2 separate regions of the Mus musculus genome follow, and region 1 is linked to region 2. A link is a contact called in public Hi-C data. All regions are on one chromosome and are shown on one strand. Each heading gives the region's core, a stretch centred on a gene start, on an enhancer-like site or on the middle of the called end of the contact. The rest is flanking DNA. Distances are from core to core; before and after follow the strand shown. Region 1 has its middle 56 kb from the start of Cyp7b1. Region 2 holds the start of Bhlhe22 (basic helix-loop-helix family, member e22).

What was found. Hi-C and Micro-C count contacts between places; a contact is called where the count stands out from the background.
Region 1: a Hi-C map of uterus shows a contact between it and region 2, with 4 times the contacts expected there. The contact joins the enhancer-like site here to the promoter of Bhlhe22 in region 2. A contact is called at or near these places in 6 of 39 promoter capture datasets (the 3T3-L1 cell line, embryonic stem cells, hippocampal neurons and 1 more) and 3 of 484 Hi-C or Micro-C datasets (all in uterus).

The regions. Positions count from the first base shown.
Region 1 is chr3:18,297,444-18,301,092 of GRCm38.p6, reverse strand. No RefSeq gene overlaps it. Among named protein-coding and RNA genes, the nearest start is that of Cyp7b1, 56 kb to the right of the region's middle. Within about 2 kb of position 1,357, at least 18 of the 459 cell types and tissues checked have an H3K27ac peak or open chromatin away from gene starts, as enhancers often do. A contact at or near this core is called in uterus, where this site is marked.
Region 2 is chr3:18,052,914-18,056,983 of GRCm38.p6, reverse strand. Bhlhe22 (basic helix-loop-helix family, member e22) reads right to left here and starts at 2,659. Exons shown (of 1, transcript NM_021560.4): 1 at 1-2,659. The coding sequence starts at 2,196. The coding sequence ends at 1,129.

The DNA of each region.
Region 1 (3,649 bases), core at 108-2,607, 250 kb before region 2:
GGAAACATACAGCAAATAGTAAAGCGTGCTTCCTACATAGACCCGATCACCTCAGTTAGAGTCCTGGGAACCCAGGTAAGAGCTGTACTTGGTAATTCAGACTCTGGGATCCCAGCTTCTTCAGGGAGATAGGATGGAGAAAGAGAAAAAATCTCCACTAGCTTCCATGCTGATAGCCTTGGTTTATTCAGCAATATAAAAGAGCCAGTCTCAAAGAAAAGTTAAGACCAACACCCAAAGGATGTTCTCTAAACTCAACAAATATATGAAGTTATATTCATGTCTAAATTTATATACCCATGTGGGCACACACACACACACACACACACACACACACACACACAAAAACACGTCATTACTATGTTACTGTAAAGTAAGTTTTTTGAAAATAAAATTTTATGAAAATTAAAAGTAGCACATGGAATCTTAACACCTACAGATTCACAGTGGTCATCAATTGCTGGCAAATCTCTGCTGGGCATCTCATGTAAGCTTGCAGGAACACACTCATTAGCTACTTTATCTCTTGTCATTTAATAGACTGTAAACGCATCCCATAAATAACACTATTTTAGTGTTATTTGCTCCACTTCCATACGGCTGAAGTAAGGCATGTATACAAACACATGTTTGTCATACATAGCTCACTTTTGAATGGGGATGAGGAACCTCCTAAGTCTGTCTGGCATTTTACTGAGTGGCATCCCTTTTATTTGGAGCTCAGTAAGGTGGACACTTGCTTTTATCTTCAATTTCCTTTCCTTTCCTTCCATTGTCCTATCAGATCTAGCATATACTTCATGAACTGAGTGACTGGCACATATAAATTACATCTGTCTTTACATCCTTTCCCCAAATGAAAGTTGTTTGTTTCTTTATTTTTTTGTAAAAACTCACTGCCTTTGGGTTATTACTACAAGGATTACATGAAGATGCTCAGACACAGACACAGCAAGACTTCTTGGTGAGAGACCCTTTACCAGTACATATATTTCATTTTGTTGGGAGATGCAAGGAGTATTTACACAAGTGACTCTCAGAACAGTTTGGAACCATACTATGGGTTGCAAGCCCAAACTGTCTATATTTAGCCAAATACACACAGAATGACTGTTACTTGAAACTCACCGGGAAAGAGTTTCATTTTCTTTGTTCTAACAAGGAAAACCTTTCTTTACAGAATATCTAATGGTTTGTGCAAATCAGGGGATAAACCCTGAGAAAAATACATAAAAATTAACTGTGGTTCTTATATAAATCACATAACCTGTTTTCAAGGATCAACTGCACACTATAAACAAACCGTCTTTATATCTTCCTCTCCATGGCCCTTGGCAGGGATATGCATTCCAGTTCTTGAAGAGGAGTTGTCTAGCTGGGAAAGCAGTTTATCTGTTCCCTAGGGGCCATTCTGGAAAACCAGTGTGCGTTGGCTTTCTTTCCATGACTACTAATTATGACCTGGAACACTGGGAAAAGCTGTTTCCAGGAAACTCCAAAGAAATGTACTTTTCAAAGTCTGTTTAAATGGAGGCCCACTTTGCTGAGAATTCCTCCCTTAGTCTGAGCATGTTGTTTCTTTCTAAACTTATTACCTGTGCTTAACATATGCACAATTTTCCCCATAAATAGGGGAGTGGTATCAAAGTTATTGAAGTAATTATTCTTAGTAATTATTCTTGCCTTATGTCATTCATATATAAATATATCATTAAAATCTGGAACAAGACAAGAGAATCTCTGATTTGCTTTTGTTCTAGTTCTCAATTCTTCAAAGGCCAGCCCTGGTTTTAGAGGATGTTCTCCTGAGCAGATCTGTAGGCAGCACACACTTAGTAATGATATGAGGTAAGTGTGTAAAAACTTGGCTAATATCATTTTAGGAAGCATACTCTGACAGATACCTTTATCCAACATTCCCAGTGGGTTGACTTAGACTATTGGTCTTATATGGAAGTCAAACTTTCAGACAAAGCTGCCTTTTCCACATTTCTTAATTCCTTCAAAATGCTCTCTGTCCCAGAGTCTTAGAATCAGCATCTACAGAGTTAGCCTGTGGTTTATTTTATCTCTTTCTATAGTCTTGCGGCAAGACTTTGATGGGGTTGCAACATAAGTTATATTGGTATTTGCAAATGTTGAAAGTTGACTCTGAAAACAAGAGAGCATGGTGTCTTATCTCGTACTGAGGCAGGTTTATGCCAAATGTCATCTCAAATTCCCTGGGTCAGGCTGCCCTTTGCCTCTGTAACAGGAAGAATGAAAGATAGGATACAGAGTATTACAAACCATTTTTGCTCTCAAAAACAAGTAGAAGGTAAAGCATTTCCAGGGTCATTGGATGCCTGTGGTAGGGATGAGAAGCCATCTATGGAGAAACCGCTATGCCCACAGCTCTGAGCTAGACATACCAGCATGGGTTTCAGTCCTCATTTAATGACCTTCTGTTAGTTGATGCTGTCCTGTACTTGAAAGCCTTATCAAAAATGATGTTCTAATCCACCTGGGATTCTTTTGTTTATTTAACTTTTTAGTGTGTGTGTGTGTGTGTGTGTGTGTGTGAATTTTACAGCATTCACCCCAAGCCCCCTCATCTTTCCATACATTTGTACACACCCTTTGCCCTTGCAAACTTCCCCACAGGAAAAAAAAAAAGCATCATTGTGGAAGCTATAGTGTGTCACAGTGAGTTCCAGAGTATACCCTAATGTCCACACTTCTTCAGTTACAAATATTCATTGCAAAGAGTTATTGGTCTTGTTTGAGGATTCTGGCTTCTGTTACACTGTCAATACTGGATACTCATGTGCACTCCTTGGATATCCGATTGTTGCCCTGTGCCATGGAGATTCTGCAGCTTTGGGTCGATAGGAGCAGCACCTTCATGGCTTATAGCAGTTCTTCCTATAGATTTAATAAACTCGCTTATTCAAAATAGAAAGTACAGATACCATAAATCACTCTCCATTTAGGAAAAAAACGACTTTTCCTTCAGCCTTAAAAACTAAAGATTGGGACCAATGTTGAGAATCAAGAGGATATCAATCCACTATTAGAACAAGGCACTTCCTTTAGGTTTATTCCTTATCAAACTCGCCTTCTATAGCTTACTAGTCCAGGTGCCAGTGATGGGAGGAGGATGTACCAGGACCACTTTTCTCCTTTTCTGTGGGAGAGTGGGGTCCACCTCATCCTAAACCAAACCTGGAACTGAGACAACTATTCATGGACACTTGGGAATTTTTTAACAAAATAACTACCACTTATTCTCAAACTAATCTGTTATTGTGTTTGTTTATGATGGAGAAGAATGTGATGAAGAGAAGAGAAACAGAGTTGAACAGCTTGAAGTATGTTTATAAGTCAAAAGTCAAGTGGGTACAACTCTTTGACCATACTTGGTACTTAAAGAGGCAACCATAGGAGGGAAATTTACTAAATAAACTACCAGGAAAGGGGTCTGTAAGCAGACACCTTATTAAAATGCACATTCTGTATCAAGGAACACACTGTAGACAAATATTGTCCAGTTTTTCCTAAAAAGAATACATTTGAGAGCCCAAATGGACATTTATACACTTCCCATGCACGGACATTGCAGGTCTCGGGGTACTATTCAACACACACACACACACACACACACACACTA
Region 2 (4,070 bases), core at 1,410-3,909:
TAAAATCTATTGCTGTGATGTTTTTCTGTTTTGGAATGCAAATAGGTCCCCTTTTGGAAAAGAGATCAATTCATTCATCAATTAAGAATACACCTTTCCTGTAATTTTTGGACTGAAGCAATTTATTAAAGCTCAATTTAAATACATGGACGATGCAACTGAAAATATCCAATGCCCTTTCAAAAACCTCAGCAGCTCAGATACATCAATATTTCTCTTCATATTTGTTGGCAAATATACCCTTTGAACACTAGGCACACAGTGTAAGTTAATATATAAAACAGAATTTTAGAAGCATTAAAAAAATCTACACTTAAGACCCAATACCTTAACACATAATAAATACGGTTGATGTGGATCATTGAAGAATAACAAATAAATACCATAAATTGTTAATACATCATTGCAGAGTAGAAAGCAACAAGGTGCACATAAATATTTTAAATGCAATTCTTTCAGCCACAGCCTGCTTTTTAATATCACTCTCACCAAAACTTTGAGCATTTTCACGGAATTTTAAGTTCAGAGACAATAAAAAATACAAGTCTTTCATAGCAACATGTCTCTCTGCTTTCCCCTCCACTTAAATAAAGTCTGCATTTCAAGTTTTTCTCCTGGCTCAGAATCAAGATGTATTTTCGAGTGCCCTTTCTGATTTGTCTGAATGAATATTCTGTCCCCGAGCCTCTCAACTCTGAACCCCTCTCCCTTTCATCACTTGCCAATTGTCAGGTGTTAGTAGGATTAGTATTTTGCCACTCAGTACTTTTCTCGTCTAATAATCAAGCACTACTTTTCAACTTATTTTCGCCTCCAAAGAAGACTGTACTTCCTTGAGATCTAGGGAGCCACCAAAGTTGCCACTTTTCTGAGGGGAAAAAGGAAGCACACTTCATCCGCACTAAACCTCCCTCTCCCCTCCCTCCCCACCCCAAAGACCGAGATTCCGGGCTTGCCAAGGCTGAATGTCCGGTTTGTCTCTGATACTTCTAAGTTCCTGCCTCTGCTTTGTTTGCCCTGCAAGTGTTTCACAACTTAGGAGAGGACCAAAGGAAAAGGAATGGGGAGCAGCTTCTCACTTTCCTCTAGCTTTGGGGTCGGTCTCGAGGTTTTCGAAGAAGGGAGTGTTTAAGGCTTCTCCGTGCACTGTTTGCAGAGGCTGGACGAGACGCTGTTGAATAGGGCACACTTCTCGGGGCAGGAGGCAGCGGGCGGCAGCCCTGCACTGAACGGGTAGCCGGCCGCCTGCTCGTAGGCGCCGAGCGCCGGGTGCAGGGCAGCGGCCGCCGCAGCCGCGGCCGCGGAGCTGGGAAGAGAGGCTGCCGAGATGGCCTGGCCTTGGTTGAGGTAGGCGACTAAGCGCCGCATTTCCTCCAGGGCCTGTGCCTGCATGAGGATGTAGTTCTTGGCGAGGAGCAGCGTGGCGATTTTGGAGAGCTTCCGCACTGAAGGGCTGTGCGCGTAAGGAATGACCGCGCGCAGCTCATCCAGAGCGTCGTTCAGGTCGTGCATCCTCCGGCGCTCGCGAGCGTTGATGTTGAGGCGCAACGCCTTCTGCTCTTTGGATTTCTTGCTGCTGCCGCCGCCACCGCCGCCGCTTCCGCCGCCACTTGTGGGGCCCCCCGGGGGGAGGCCCGAGCCACCATGCAAGTGGGCGTTGGAGCAGCCCTCGGCCACCTTGGCGCTGCCGCCCCCCGCTCCCGGCGATGCCCGCGGGTCGGGGCCCCCGGCTCGCAGCACCAGCTCGCAGCGGCCGTCGCTGTCGTCGTCGGGGCTCTGCTCGCCCCCGCTGCTCTCGGCCACGGAGCCGCGTCCGGCGCTCTCGCCGTACTTGAGGCACAGGGCAGCCCCCGCCGGCAGGCTGCTCAGGCTCGGCTCGCCCCCCACGCCCGCTGAGCCCACGAGCAGCCCCGGGACACTCACCCCGCCGCCGCCGCCGCTCGCGCCACCGCCTCCTCCGGGCGGAGGCAGCAGCAGCCCAGCCCCTTCGGGATCAGCGGGCTCGAAACAGCCGAGGGGCGACGAGGACGACGCCGGGCGTTCGCGAGTTGGAGGCGCCAGGGACAGGTCCATGCCCGGGGGTGTGGAGCGAAAAGCCGCCTCCAGGCGCTTGGCGGCGGAGGTGCCCAGGCTCTTGTGCAGGAAGAGGTCGTCTTCGCTCGCGGCCGCCGCACCGAGGTGCAACCCGCGTTCCATCGTCCGGGCCAGCCGCCACCTGGGCTGGAGAGTCAGGCGGCCGCACAGACGCGCGCCGGCGGGGTTCCGGAGCTGCTGCGTGCGTCGGTCCCCACGCTGCCCGCAGCCCTGTCCCCTTCTTTTTCTTTTTCGCCTTCCCCCGCGCTCGCCGCCTCCTCTTCTTCTTCTTCTTCGTCTCCAGCCGACGGTGCTGGCTGCTAAGGCTCACCATGGGCCGCGGCCCCTCATGGTGGGAGGCTGGTCTCGGAGGGAGCGGGGCTGCCGCCGCTACCGCCTCTGAGTCCAATCCCGCGCCTGCTCTACGCACCGTTTATCTTGCTTGGATTCACCTTCAAGAGATTTCCGGACCCATCAACCAGCCGCCGCCACAGACGGGGGAGTCTTTTACATCATTATCTCTGAGTAGGTTATTATGAAGAAGACTCGCCTGTTGGGACAGCGCTTTCTACCCAATCAGGTTAACGTTTTAATTAATAGGATTAAAACGGTAACAAACAATCGCAAGCGCTATCTGGCCGCGAGTCTGAATAGTTTCATTTCCCAGGTCTGAAGACAGGCAGCAGCCAGAGCTTTATAAAAGGCGCCTGCTCCATTATTCTGCCTGCCATCTGTATACACAGCTTAGCGCATATGTTTGCAAGGCGCTGGGTCCTGTTAGTAACCCAACAACTGCCTTTAGCTTGACATGTGTGGCGACTTTCACTCATCAATGAGCACACTAAAAGCCCTACTTAGAGCCGAGGATGTTCTTTGCTCCTTCAGCAAATTGTATATCCGCGGTAAAGACTGGGAGTCCAGTGGAAAGCCCCCGCCCCCACTGAGCACCCCCCACACACTACCCTTCACTGGGCCACTACTGTCTCAGCTTGCTTAGTTACCCTCATAGGAGAGAATTCTATATCTCCCTGTTAATAGCATGTCTGCATTTATAGATGGAACCTGGGGGCTGGGGGTAGGGGTGAGGTCCCTGCTGGCTTGTCTCGAATTTACCCTAGATTTTCAGCTAGTATGTCAGCAATGCAAGAGCCAACCCAGATTTTCTCCGCACCACTTTTCCCACAGCCCTCCACTGTCCATTTCCTATATAGATGGAAAAAAAATCAAACAATTAAAGAAAGCAACAAAATGATGACCAAGTTGCTTACATAGCCCGTTTGATTTAAAACTCGGAGGGGGCGGAGTGGGGGAGGCCTTTGCCGAGTCCCCCACGCTGTTAAGTTGGTGGTGAGAGAAGCTCACTGCTTCGTGGACAGAAAGAAAAGAAAAACTAGTCTCAAACTTTCCTCAAGATTAAATCCAGTTGCTTCGCAAGAGGGAACATTCAGAGTGGAATCTTCTCACACACCAAGTGGGGGCATTCGTGCATTTAGCTGCTCTGAAGACGTTTGGGGACATCTGGATCCGTCTGGGCTGTTCCTGCAGGGTTAGTTCAGGGCAGAATTGTGGAAACAAGAGCTGTCTGGATGGAGATAGTACACGTGGTCCTCGTGCTTCTGAGTCCAGTTTCTCGAAGCACACGATATTTAGTGGCTAGTTTTCATCCTTATAAGTAAAAACCGTATTCCCTCTTATCTGGCAGAATTACTGAAGGCTGTGCAGTTTGGGGTTTCTCTGGTTTCATTAAAAAACCTTTTAATTGTGGCTTTCAGAGTTGGCCCCAGGTGTTGGACTCTTTTCATTATATTTTGCTCTAATGTGATGAAATTCTAATTCTCTCCTTACCATATGGTTAAATTTCCCCACTGAGAATTAGTTGAAAAGGGAGAAATAATCTATTAATCTCTGTAATAGATTCACAAATGAGGTTCATCTCAGAACCTGTTTTTGAATGGTAATATCAGAACAGTTGGGCACCTTATTTCATACAGGAAACG